2 separate regions of the Mus musculus genome follow, and region 2 is linked to region 1. Evidence: chromatin contacts called from public HiChIP or PLAC-seq data. All regions are on one chromosome and are shown on one strand. Each heading gives the region's core, a stretch centred on a gene start, on an enhancer-like site or on the middle of the called end of the contact. The rest is flanking DNA. Distances are from core to core; before and after follow the strand shown.

Evidence for each region. HiChIP or PLAC-seq counts read pairs in DNA pulled down with a chosen protein or histone mark.
Region 2: a CTCF HiChIP or PLAC-seq map of the NIH/3T3 cell line shows a contact between it and region 1, with 8 read pairs. The contact joins the enhancer-like site here to the promoter of Desi2 in region 1. A contact is called at or near these places in 3 of 39 promoter capture datasets (hippocampal neurons and liver), 1 of 15 datasets of contacts at CTCF or cohesin (the NIH/3T3 cell line), 1 of 484 Hi-C or Micro-C datasets (cerebral cortex), 11 of 115 datasets of contacts at active chromatin or transcription factors (CD8 T cells, the SCID.adh cell line, astrocytes and 6 more) and 3 of 9 other capture datasets (adipose tissue, liver and pancreatic islet).

The regions. Positions count from the first base shown.
Region 1 is chr1:178,183,730-178,189,504 of GRCm38.p6, forward strand. Desi2 (desumoylating isopeptidase 2) reads left to right here and starts at 3,688. Exons shown (of 5, transcript NM_024282.3): 1 at 3,688-4,228. The coding sequence starts at 4,187.
Region 2 is chr1:178,289,606-178,295,380 of GRCm38.p6, forward strand. All of the region lies in intron 1 of Gm46174 (a long non-coding RNA gene), which reads right to left. Among named protein-coding and RNA genes, the nearest start is that of Gm46174, 7.9 kb to the right of the region's middle. Within about 2 kb of position 2,301, at least 10 of the 459 cell types and tissues checked have an H3K27ac peak or open chromatin away from gene starts, as enhancers often do. A contact at or near this core is called in the NIH/3T3 cell line and trophoblast stem cells, where this site is marked.

The DNA.
Region 1 (5,775 bases), core at 2,438-4,937:
GATCTCACACTGTATTCCAGACTGGTCTGGAACTCACTACATAGCTCATGCAGGCCTTGAACTCCCTGGTAACTCCCTTGTCTCAGGCTCCCAACTGGTAGGATTACATGCCTAAGCCACAACATTCAGAAATTGATCTGTCTCTTGATAACCACCACAAATATTCTTTCATCCTATGCTTTACTATTGCTAGTCCATGTCAATTTGTGTGTTGCTCACTTATGGGTATCAATTACCATCTACTGCAGGAAGAAACTTCTGAGATTAGGGCTGAGTAAAGCACAGATCTATGGACATAACAGTTTATCCTCAGGGCTCATTTTATTACTTTGTTCCTTTGCAAAGTGATAGTAGTAGGGTTTTCCCCTAGGTCCATCCATGATCTATTGAGTTGCAGCTTCTTAGCCACTTTAACAGTTTGAGGTTTGAGTTCCAGTTCACAGAGCAATCCATAAACCCAGGTTAAATAGATAGAGAAAGAAAGAAAGAAAGAAAGAAAGAAAGAAAGAAAGAAAGAAAGAAAGAAGAAAACTGTGGTTGGTTGCCCCTGTAATTTTGTGCCACTGCTGCCTCATTACATCATGTGTCTTGTAGCCAAGCTGCTACTGTGGCAACCAGGATTGCACCTAGGTGAGACTGATGGTTACCTTTCTCCTCTGGTATCATGACCAGTACACCTCAGTACCATGAACATGAGTCAGTAGGGAGGAAGCTTCTAGTTGGCCAACAGATCCATTTTTTTTAAAGAATTATTTATTATATGTAAGTACACTGTAGCTGTCTTCAGACACTCCAGAAGAGGGAGTCAGATCTTGTTACAGATGGTTGTGAGCCACCATGAGGTTGCTGGGATTTGAACTCCGGACCTTCGGAAGAGCAGTCGGGTGCTCTTACCCACTGAGCCATCTCACCAGCCCCAGATCCATTTTTGACATTTGATGACATAAGTGGTGCTTTTGGCCATAAGGCCTTTCTGTAAGGCTATGGAAAATAGGGCTGGCGAGATGGCTCAGCGGATATGAGCACTGACCAAAGGTCCTGAGTTCAAATCCCAGTAACCACATTGCAACCACAAGGTGGCTCACAAACACCTGTAATGATATCTGATGCTCTCTTCTGGTGCATCTGAAGTCAGCTGCAGTGTACTTATGTATAGTAATAAATAAATCTTTGGGTAGAAGGAAGCAGAGCCTGAGCTAGCAGGGCTGACACAAGTGAGCAGAGGTCCTAAAACTCAATTCCCAACAACCACATGAAAGATCACAACCATCTGTACAGCTACAGTGTACTCACATACATAAAAAATAAATCTTTTAAAAAAAGTAACCAAGCCAGGTGGTGGTGGCATACGCCTTTAATCCCAGCACTTGGGAGGCAGAGGCAGGCAGATTTCTGAGTTCAAGGCCAGCCTGGTCTCCAAAGTGAGTTCCAGGACAGCCAGGGCTATACAGAGAAACCCTGTCTCAAAAAACAAAACAAAACAAAACAAAAATAGTAACCAATAGACTTGGCAATAGTGTAATGTTAGAGTAATGTTAAATAATGTTATGATGCTTTTACAATAGTACATTTCCATATGGTTTTTCCAAAGGCTATTCATGTTAGTTGTCCTCCCCATATTGCCTTCTTTAGCCTGACCTCCCACCTCCTCCCCCTTTTAATATTTCTTTCCAGCTGCATTTTTTCAATATTTCCTAGTGCTTCAACCCTTAATTTCACATAGCCTATAGTCATCTGCAAAAGAAGTTCCAATTAACGGATTACCTTTATCAAATTAGCCTGTGGGTATTGTCTTAACTAATTGATATAAGAGGGCCCAGTATACCCTGGGTGTTACATCCCCTGGAGAGGTTGTCTTGAGTTTCTTAAAAAAGCTAGCCAAGCATAAACCAGTGATTGAGCCAGCAGGCACTGCTCCTCCAAGGTGCTTGCTTTAAGTTCCTGCCCTGTCCTGACTTCCTTCTGTGATAGACTGTGACCCCTAAACCTGTTCTGCCCTAAGCTGCTTTCTGTCAGAGCAGGTGTTATCACAGCAACAGAAAGACTGCCCAACAAGTCTCTAGGCTTTAAGTTCTACTGAAATGTTTATTTTAGTCAGATTAATGGTTGTGACTCCATTTCATTTATGCAAATGCCTACTCAACATCTCATGAGACTCTAAAAGGCACTGAAAATATAACATGACCTAACAGTAATTTCATTTCCCTTTCTAACCTGCTTCTCCCTCAAATGTTTGATATATTATGAATAACATACTATCTACCCAAATTTGTCAAACATCCAGGACCTATTTTTGAGACTACCCCTAACTCCCCCAACAAATTTAATGTCCACACTTTTTAATATAAGGCTGGTCACTAGACTCCCAAGATGAGGAAGAAACCAAGCCACAAATCCAAAGTGCCTTTTAAATCTCTTGCATTATATCTGTTAATAACCCATTGACCAAATCAAGCCAAAGCTTGCTAAAGACAGTAGAGAGAGGCATCAAAGGTCATATATAATTTGAGAAGCCACTTTTACAATTTACCACGTTAATGGTCATGTTTCTATTTCCCTTGCCTCATTAAAATTTCACACAGAAACTCAAGCAATTTTTAATTTTTTAAAGTTATTTATTTATCTGAGTACATCATATCTGTCTTCAGACATATCAGAGGAGGGCATCTGATCCCAAATATAGATGGTTGTAAGCCACCATGTGTTTGCTGGAAATTGAACTCAGGACCTCTGGAAGAGCAGCCAGTACTCTTAAGCATTGAGCTTTCTCTCTAGCTCTCAAGCAATCTTTTAAGAGACTTATGTACATATTCATGTCGTTCCTTGGCTCAAACCCTACCAACTCTTCATTTAAAATCCAACCTCAGAGTTTGGAGAGATGGCTTGCCCACTAAAAGTACTTGTTGCTCTGCAGAGGATCTCAGTTTGGTTCCCAACACTCAGGTCAAGCAACTTACAGCAGCCTATAACTTCGGTTGCAGAGCATCCCTGCCCTCTGTCCTCTTTGGTCACCTGCACCCCTTGCTGTCTTTGTCTCTGTCTTCTGTCTTTCTCAGTCTCTTTCACTCTTTCACACACAGAGACACACAAACACACACACAATTGATAAATCTAAAATGTAAAATAGATATTCAATCTCAGCTAACTGAAAACTCAGGATGTCTTCTGACCAGTTAACTGCCTGTCCACAGATCACCTCTTTGCTCATTATATTCTAGCCACAGAGAACTTTTATTTTGTTCCTTAAGTACAAAAAACATGTCTTATGTCTATGTACTTTTGTCTCCTCTAATTGGAATTCTTGGCTCTCTTATATTTGACTAGCTTTCTGTCATTCACGAAATGTGAATTCCGTTTTGAGGGTTAAAGGAGACTTTCTTACATCCTACTTTTACAAGGGTAACCTTCCTCCCTTTATTGCCTCACTTCTATATTTTCAAAAATTAAAAAAAAAGCAGAAGGGCTTTGGAAAACTTAGTCATCACTTCTTCACATTGCGTTGGATTCACATCTCACGCTACAAACACCAGAAACAGCACTGAAAACTAAAAGGCAAATGGAGTCTCTGCTCGCCAAGGACGAACAGCGAAGGTTCCCCTGACAAACTCTTCGCAGGACTTTCTGGGAACTGTAGTCTCCCAGGGAGACGTGAGTGCCTACAATATCCTGGTGAATGCTGGGATATGTAGTCAGACTGCTTACACGCCCAATAGGAATCGCGGGTTCTCCCTCTGCTTTCTGGGAACGGTAGTCTTTCTGCGACCTCGAGCCACCAGGGTGAAGAGGCATCCGGCCTGTCGCCATTTTAGGTCTCCAGCTGCAGAGCCTGAGAGCCTCAACGCGCAGGCGGGCTCATCCCTGGATCCTGGCCGGCCCCGCCTCCAGGGTGCCTAAAGCCCGCCCCTCGCCCAGGCCCCGCCTTCCCCCACGTGTCTGCGGCCGAGGGGAGGCGCCTGAGCTGGAGCTGCCTCTCCACCTGTCTGGCCGGGTCCTCGTACAGGTTTCTGACAGCGTCTCCCGGGAGCGGTCCCGGCTGCCGGATGCTTCCGCCCCGGCTGCGGTGGGCCGGGCTGGACGCTTAGTGCCCGGCTCGAGCCCTGCCTGAGGCGCCCGCGGGGGTGGCAGCGGCCTCCGCCCCGCGGAGACCGAGCGGCTGGAGGACGAGGCGGCGGCCGTGGGGAGAAGGATGGGGGCTAACCAGTTAGTGGTGCTCAACGTCTACGACATGGTGAGTGCGTCCCCTGGCGGCCCGCGCTGGCCGGCCCTGTCAGGGGTCGGGACCCCGGCCCGGTGCTTCCTGCCTCGCGCCTCCGCCTCCAGCTTAGTTCTCAGGGGTGGGGGGAGGGGACAGTCGCGCTGTCTTCTAATCCCGAGACTGGCCCGCGCGCCTCCTGGAGGTGTCCCAGTCAGTCCGAAAGAGGGCTTGGGCTCGAGCCTCGTCCCAGCCCTCAGCTCCCCTGGCTGTGGGCCCGACCCCTGGGCGGATGAGCCGTGTCCTATCCGCGAAGCTTCGGTCGCAGGGCGACCTCCCTCCCAACTGCCACCTGGCCTCTAAGCTGCTCAGCTCCCCTCTGCCCTGCTCCTGCTGGCCCTTGTCTGTCTCCAAATGCTCGAGGCTTCCGACAACTCTCAAGCCCTTCAAGTCTAGAAAGTCACAGCTTCGATGCGGATGCTAGCGTCTCCCCAGAGGTGAACCGGAGCCAATACACCCTCACCTCCAAGGCATCCTCATAAAAATGAAAGAAGCGAAAATTTATGTAGAAAATAGCGCCATTGAATTATTTAGCGATCACAGAGGTGATCCTAGAATCCGAAGGCCACTTTCCAGGTGATGCAACAGGTGGATGACGTGACCGCTAGAGAGGGAAAGACAGCCTTGTTTATTATGTCATCTAACTTTGAAGAACTGAAAACATTCAGGCTAGGGTTCAAAGGCTGGATCCCCTCAGGTTCCAAGTGCAATAATACCCCTAGAAGAAGCACCTGGTAGAGAATGATCGCCGCAGGGAGGCTACGTTTGGGTGTGTTCACTCTCCTTTGGTTACTTAATTTTTGTTTTGTAAAGGATAGCCTTCCCCTGAAAAGCCTGAAATTTCTTGGCTATGCATTGACACATGAAATTTCTCCAGCATTATTTCTGTTGGCTTAAAAGTACTTAGAAGAAATTCAACAGTAAGAAGTCTTGGCTCTTAATTACAGCTCTAAGCTCTTTCTTCTTTGTATTGTTTATAAATTTTTAAATGAACAGGGAGCTATTGATAGAAAAGGATTCCTCATGCTATATCTAGAAGTTAACGTTGACAGGGCATGGTCTGCTGGTAACTAGAAGCGAGGTTTCTCTTCTAGTAGGTTCCAGTGTAAGTCTGGAGATGAGAGGTAGAGTAACAGACTAGGAAAAGTTAATCATGAAGGGAAAAGTTGGATAACTGGAGCAGGAGATTCGAGAAGAGCATGCGTATTGTATGACTAACAGCCTACTCTACTGGTTAATAAATTATTCTCTGGATTTAAACTTTTTGTGTTCCATGGGAATCTTTTCTTAATTAATTTTGCCCCCTGTTGTTGTTTAGTTGTTGTTTTGAGGCAGAGTTTGTGTAGTTCTGGCTATCTTGGAACTATCTTTGTAGAACAGGCTGGCCTCAAACTCTCAGAGACCCTCTGCCCCTCTGCCCCTCTGCCCCTCTGCCCCTCTGCCCCTCTGCCCCTCTGCCCCTCTGCAGGGATTGAAGGTCTACACCACCATTGTCAGCTTTAATATTGCCCTTTTAGTATTTC
Region 2 (5,775 bases), core at 1,051-3,550, 100 kb after region 1:
CAAGTTGGGGAGGAAAGGGTTTATTCAGCTTACAATTCTATACTGCTGTTCATTACCAAGGAAGTCAGGACTGGAACTCAAACAGGTCAAGAAACAGGAGCCGATACAGAGGCCATGGAGGGATGTTCTTTACTGGCTTGCTTCCCCTGGCTTGCTCAGCCTGCTCTCTTATAGAACCAAGACTACCAGCCCAGAGATGGCATCACCCACAAGGGGCCTTTCCCCCTTGATCACTAATTGAGAAAGTGCCTTACAGTTGTATCTCATGGAGGCATTTCCTCAACTGAAGCTCCTTTCTCTGTGATAACTCCAGCTGTGTCAAGTTGACACAAAACTAGCCAGTACATGTAGACAGACAAATGGATACACACACACAAACACACACACACTGCAATAGCATCACTTTTGTGCAAACCTGTTTGAGGCAAGAACATCCATCCTCTTTGGTAGAGCAGACAAAGATGTAACAGTTTGTTGGGGTCATACAATGATAGATAAGGAATTTTTTGTTGTTGTTGTTTTTCGAGACAGGGTTTCTCTGTGTAGTCCTGGCTGTCCTGAAATCTGCCTGCCTCTGCCTCCCAAGTGCTGTGATTAAAGGTGTGTACCACCACTGCCTGGCTTAGATAAGGAAATTTAACTGGAATTTAATTCTCTCATTTCCAAAGTCAGCTTACACCTTATGAATGAGAGAGAACTGCTCCCTCTCTTTGGCGAGTTACATAAACAGCCAGTCAGCCCCTGTGTCCGTGGCACCCTCCTTGCTATGGAGTCAATCACCATCTCTAGACTGAAAAAAATATTTTTTTGTTGTCTGTGGTAAGCATGAGCATCCTTTTTTTTTTTTTTTAAACATTCTTCCCTAAACAAATCATTATAATGATTTAGGTAGCAAGCACATTGTTGTTATCATAAGTAACCCAGAGGTGCTTTAAAAATTTAAAGTACGGGGCTGGTGAGATGGCTCAGCAGGTAAGAGCACCCGACTGCTCTTCCAAAGGTCCTGAGTTGAAATCCCAGCAACCACATGGTGGCTCACAAACATCCGTAATGAGAACTGACTCCCTCTTCTGGTGTGTCTGAAGACAGCTACAGTGTACTTACATATAATAAATAAATAAATCTTAAAAAAAAAAAGAATTGAAACATATCATTCGTTCCAATCTCAGACACATTCAATCTTACCAGTCCAATGTGACAGGGGGAGCTGGAGGTAGACACAGCTGGTAAGAGCGCTGCGGTTCTGGCAGAGGACCTGAGTCAGGTTCTTAGCACTCACAAGAGGGCTCGAAACTGCCTGCAACCCCAGCTACAGGGGATCTGACACCCTCTTCTGACCCCTGTGGGCACCTGCGCTCGCTCTCCCACTCAAAGGATGAGTTCTAGTCCATATTCAAAAAAAAAAAATTTTTTTTAAAGTACATGAGAAAGTTGAATAGGTTGTAGGCAAATAAGAAACCATTTTATATGTGACTTCAGAATCTGTGGATTCTGATTGATATGCATAGGGAACCAATCCCTCATGGATACTGAAGGACAGCTGTGTCTAGTGTCAATCACTGAGACAATGTGAGCTAACATGCACAATGGTGCTAAGTGCCAAGTATCCCTGTTACCAGAGGGATCTAGTGGGTTGTCAGAACAGCAGCGCTCAGCAGAAAATTGCCCTTCCTAGAACTCACAGTACCCGACAGACCTTCTAAATTACTGTATTTCTACCTAATGAATACCTCTATTTTTAGCTTTATATTCTTACAAAAGCATTTGCAAGGACAGAAAAACACATTGTCTTAAACTCTATTAAGTGTGACCTACCCACCCAGCATGACAGAGACAAAACAGTGTAATCTCTCAGCTTGCTCCTTTTTCAATATAGAATTTCTGGGAAGCAGTCAATCTAAATGGATTTATTCATTTATTTATTTAGTAGCCCAAAGCTGACCTAGAATTTAGACAATCCTTCTGCCTCTACCAGCTATGTGCTGGGATTACAGGAATGTGCCACCATGCCTGGCTTAGGAGGTGTTGGGTATTGGACCCAGGGCTACCTTCATGCCAGGCAAGCTCTCAGTGAGCTGAGCCACATCCCTGCTACAGGTGTTACCTTTTTATTGTAGACGTCTTAACACTTTGTAACTGGAACATTCCAGCATGTGAATTAAGTCATTAACACACATAGTCTTTTTTCAAGTTTGCAACAAAGTATCAAGTTAACAGCTTGGATTTCTACAGGGAAAGCATCTGCATTTGCATTCCTGTTTCCTGGTAAGTGATAGGTTCCATCCTCAAAGGAAATGAGTCACCTGTGAGTCTTCTTAAACTCAACCGCCCCAGGCTCCACTCTAGCCATAGCAGCACAGACATTTCATCTACAAGAGTCCGTCACTGAGAGGTCAAGACTTACAAAAATTAAAATCCTGCTTAGAAGGTTGGCTGAGAAGAAACAGGAATTGAGGGAGTCAGTAAGGTCACCTTAACACTGTAACAAAATACCCAAGGACAATCAACTTACAAAAGAGGAAAGGTTTATTTTGGCTCATAGTTTTGGAGATCCCAAATAAATAAATATTATATTAAAATTGGGGTTATTATAATATCCACAGTCAACTGTGATGGGAGCATAAAGAGCAATTTGGCTCCGTGGCCAGAAAGGAAAAAAACAAGATGCCAGGTTCCATAATTCCCTTTGAAGACATTCCCTCCAGAGACCTAAGACTTTCCACTAAGCCTCATCTCTCATCTTCTTGTGGAACCACCCTAGGAATCAGGACTAAAAAAAAAAAAAAAAAAAAAAAAAGATTTGTTTATTTTATTTATATGTGTACATTGTAACTCTCTTCAGACACACCAGAAGAGGGCATCAGATCCCATTACAGATGGTTGTGAGCCACCATGTGGTTGCTGGAAATTGAACTCAGGACCTTTGGAAGAGCAGTCAGTGCTCTTAACCACTGAGCCATCTCTCCAGCACAGGGATCAAGATTTTAACGCACAGATCTTCAGAAAACATTCAAAATACAAACTATAGGATTCAGGTGAGATGTTTGCCCTATAGGGGGACCAGAGAAATGAGTGTCTTCCACTGTGATGCACCCTTCTGGGGATCATGGCTACCTCCCCATACCCTGAGCTGTCAGTGGGCACTGGTCTAGGACAGTAACTTCACAGAACATTCCAAGGATTTTTTTTTCTGCAGAGGATATGATATAGGCCATTTTCAGGAAAGCATGAGAAAACACACCTCATGAGTCCCCAGTGGCCCACTTCTGATTCTGGGCCACTCAGGGAAGCTGCAGACAAGGTAAGAAGGCCACAGGCTACCCCCATCTTCTGACCATTTCATTGAGTATGCCACTGATCACGGGGGGGGGGGGAGGGGGGGGGACAGTCAGAGAAGCAGACCCAGCAGTAGGCTGAAGGAGCCATCTCCACCCCAGAGCACCAGACAAGTCCCCAGACCCACAGAAGCAGAAGCATGGGTAGTGTTTTCATGCCCTTATACACTGCGAGTCACAAGCTACTGTGAGCCAAGGGCAAGATTCCTCCCTTTTCTGGGCCTCAGTCTCTTCAGTTATAAAACCTGGATTATTATAATATCAACTTCAAATACACAAGATTAAATGGGAAGTATGAAAGACCTTCGACAGGGGCCATGAAAAGTGAGGTGCTATAGTGAAACTGACTGGCTGGTTTGATATCAACTTGACACAAGCTAGAGTCATCAGAAAGGAGGGAGCTCCATTAAGAAAATGTCTCCTTAAAATCCGGCTATAGGAAAACCTGTGGAACATTTTCATAATTAGTGACTGATGGGGGAGGGCCCAGCCTATTGTGGGTGGTGTCATCTCTGGGGTGGAAGCCCTGAGTTCTATAAGAAAGCAGACTGAGCAAGCCATGAGAAGCAAGCCAACAAACAGCACCCCTCCATGGTTACTATATCAGCTCCTGCCCTGACTGAGTTCCTGTCCTGACGTTACTCAATGATGAATAGTGCTGTGGAAGTGTAAGCCAGAGAAACCCCTTCTGCCCCAAGTTACTTTGTTCATGGTGCTTTATCACAGTGATAATAACCCTAAGACACTGTGTGACATTTTAATATCCAGCAGAGGGTCATCATGCAGAAATTATTTAGCAAGCATTTGAGAATCAGGAGGTTAAGTATGACCATTTCAGAAGGTGTTGTTCCCCTGGCTCCCTCTTGCTCCTGTGTGGAGGATGCTGGGGACATAGCTCAGTGATAAAGGCTTACTAGCATGTACCAGGGCCTAGGTTCCATCTTCAGCACTGCGAAACTTTAAATTTCTAATTACACGTATATGGTGGTGGTGGTAGGGGGTGAGGGTGGTATTGTAATTTGTAGGTGATTACAGTTGCCCATGGAGTCCAAAAGAAGATCCAGATTGGAGCTGGAGTTACAGGAGATTGTGAGTCGCTAACATCAATGTTGGGAACTGAATTCTAGTTCTCTGCAAGAACAGTATGTGCCCTTAACTACTGAGCCATCTCTCTAGCCCTAAATTTTTTTTAAGGTATTAACAAGAGCAAGTAAACCATCTTCAGCCTTCTATGGGTATCCCATGCTTTCCTTCCTCATTTTAAAGAAGTAACCCTATCATTGGGCTTTGGTTCCCTAGCAACCATGTTCCATTGAGTCCCCCATGTTTTGACAATTCTTTGATGTGTGAGTCATATTAACAGTGTATTGCAAAAACTTTCTGCAAAGAAATGCAGCTTTGGAACAGGTTGATGGTATCTTGGTGCCTTTAACTTTCTTTGGCAGTCTGGTGATGTCTATGCATCTATTTATTTTCAGACAGGGTTTCCAGATGTTGGCGGGCTCCAGGGTTCAAGTGATCCTCCTGCCTCGGCACCTGGAACTATAGTTATGCACCACCACACCAGCTATGACCTCTTCTAGGAACGACACTTGTATGGTTTTGGTTGTGAGCATCACCTATGAAGGGCTGATATATTATTTAGGACTCTATAAAAAGCTCAGTGGTAGGCTGTGTGAAATTCTAGCTCAGTCCCAGCACTGGAAAAACAAAACCAATCAAACACAAGAATCACAAAGGAAACAAATCATAGCAAATAAAATGAGTCTTTTGTCCTGTCTTATTATTTTTGAAGATTTATTATAAGTTATGTGTATATCTGTGTGGGTGGATCTATGGGACGCCTCGAGTGGGGAAATAAAGGGGTGGGGAACCCACGTCCCGCCAGAGCTCGGATAGACTACTTCGGGACCCCATGGAACCACCCAGGATGGGTGTGGGGCTTCACAGGCCAAACAACCCTGCTCTAGGGGGTAGGGAAGACACAGTGTTGGCTCTGACTCTTGGGCACCACAGACCGCTGGTTACCACAGGATAGCCGGTTTTGGGGTCCCTGGGCTTCACAGTGGCCCAGGACTAGTTCTCCCTCTCAGACATCCCAGACCTCTGTATGAAGAGCTGAGAACAGGCCCTCGGACAGAAGCTGGCCCAGGTACCGAAGGGGAAGGTAAGGGGAGAGCTCTAGAAGGTTACCACAGGATGATAGAGTCTGGCTAGCTCAGGCTGCTAGCTTGGGGGTGGCTTGGGTTGTCTGGCAGCCTTGGTTGGAGCGCAGGAAGGCCTCCCAGCAGGAGGTTAGAGGGAAGCCTGCTCCATTGCTCTAACATGGCCAATCTCAATAAGCAGAGATGGTCCGTGGTTTGAAAGTGTTTATTGTAGGCAGAGAAAGGGGCAGGGGGGAGGTGAGGGGGAGGGGAAGGGAAAGAAAGGGAAGGGAGTA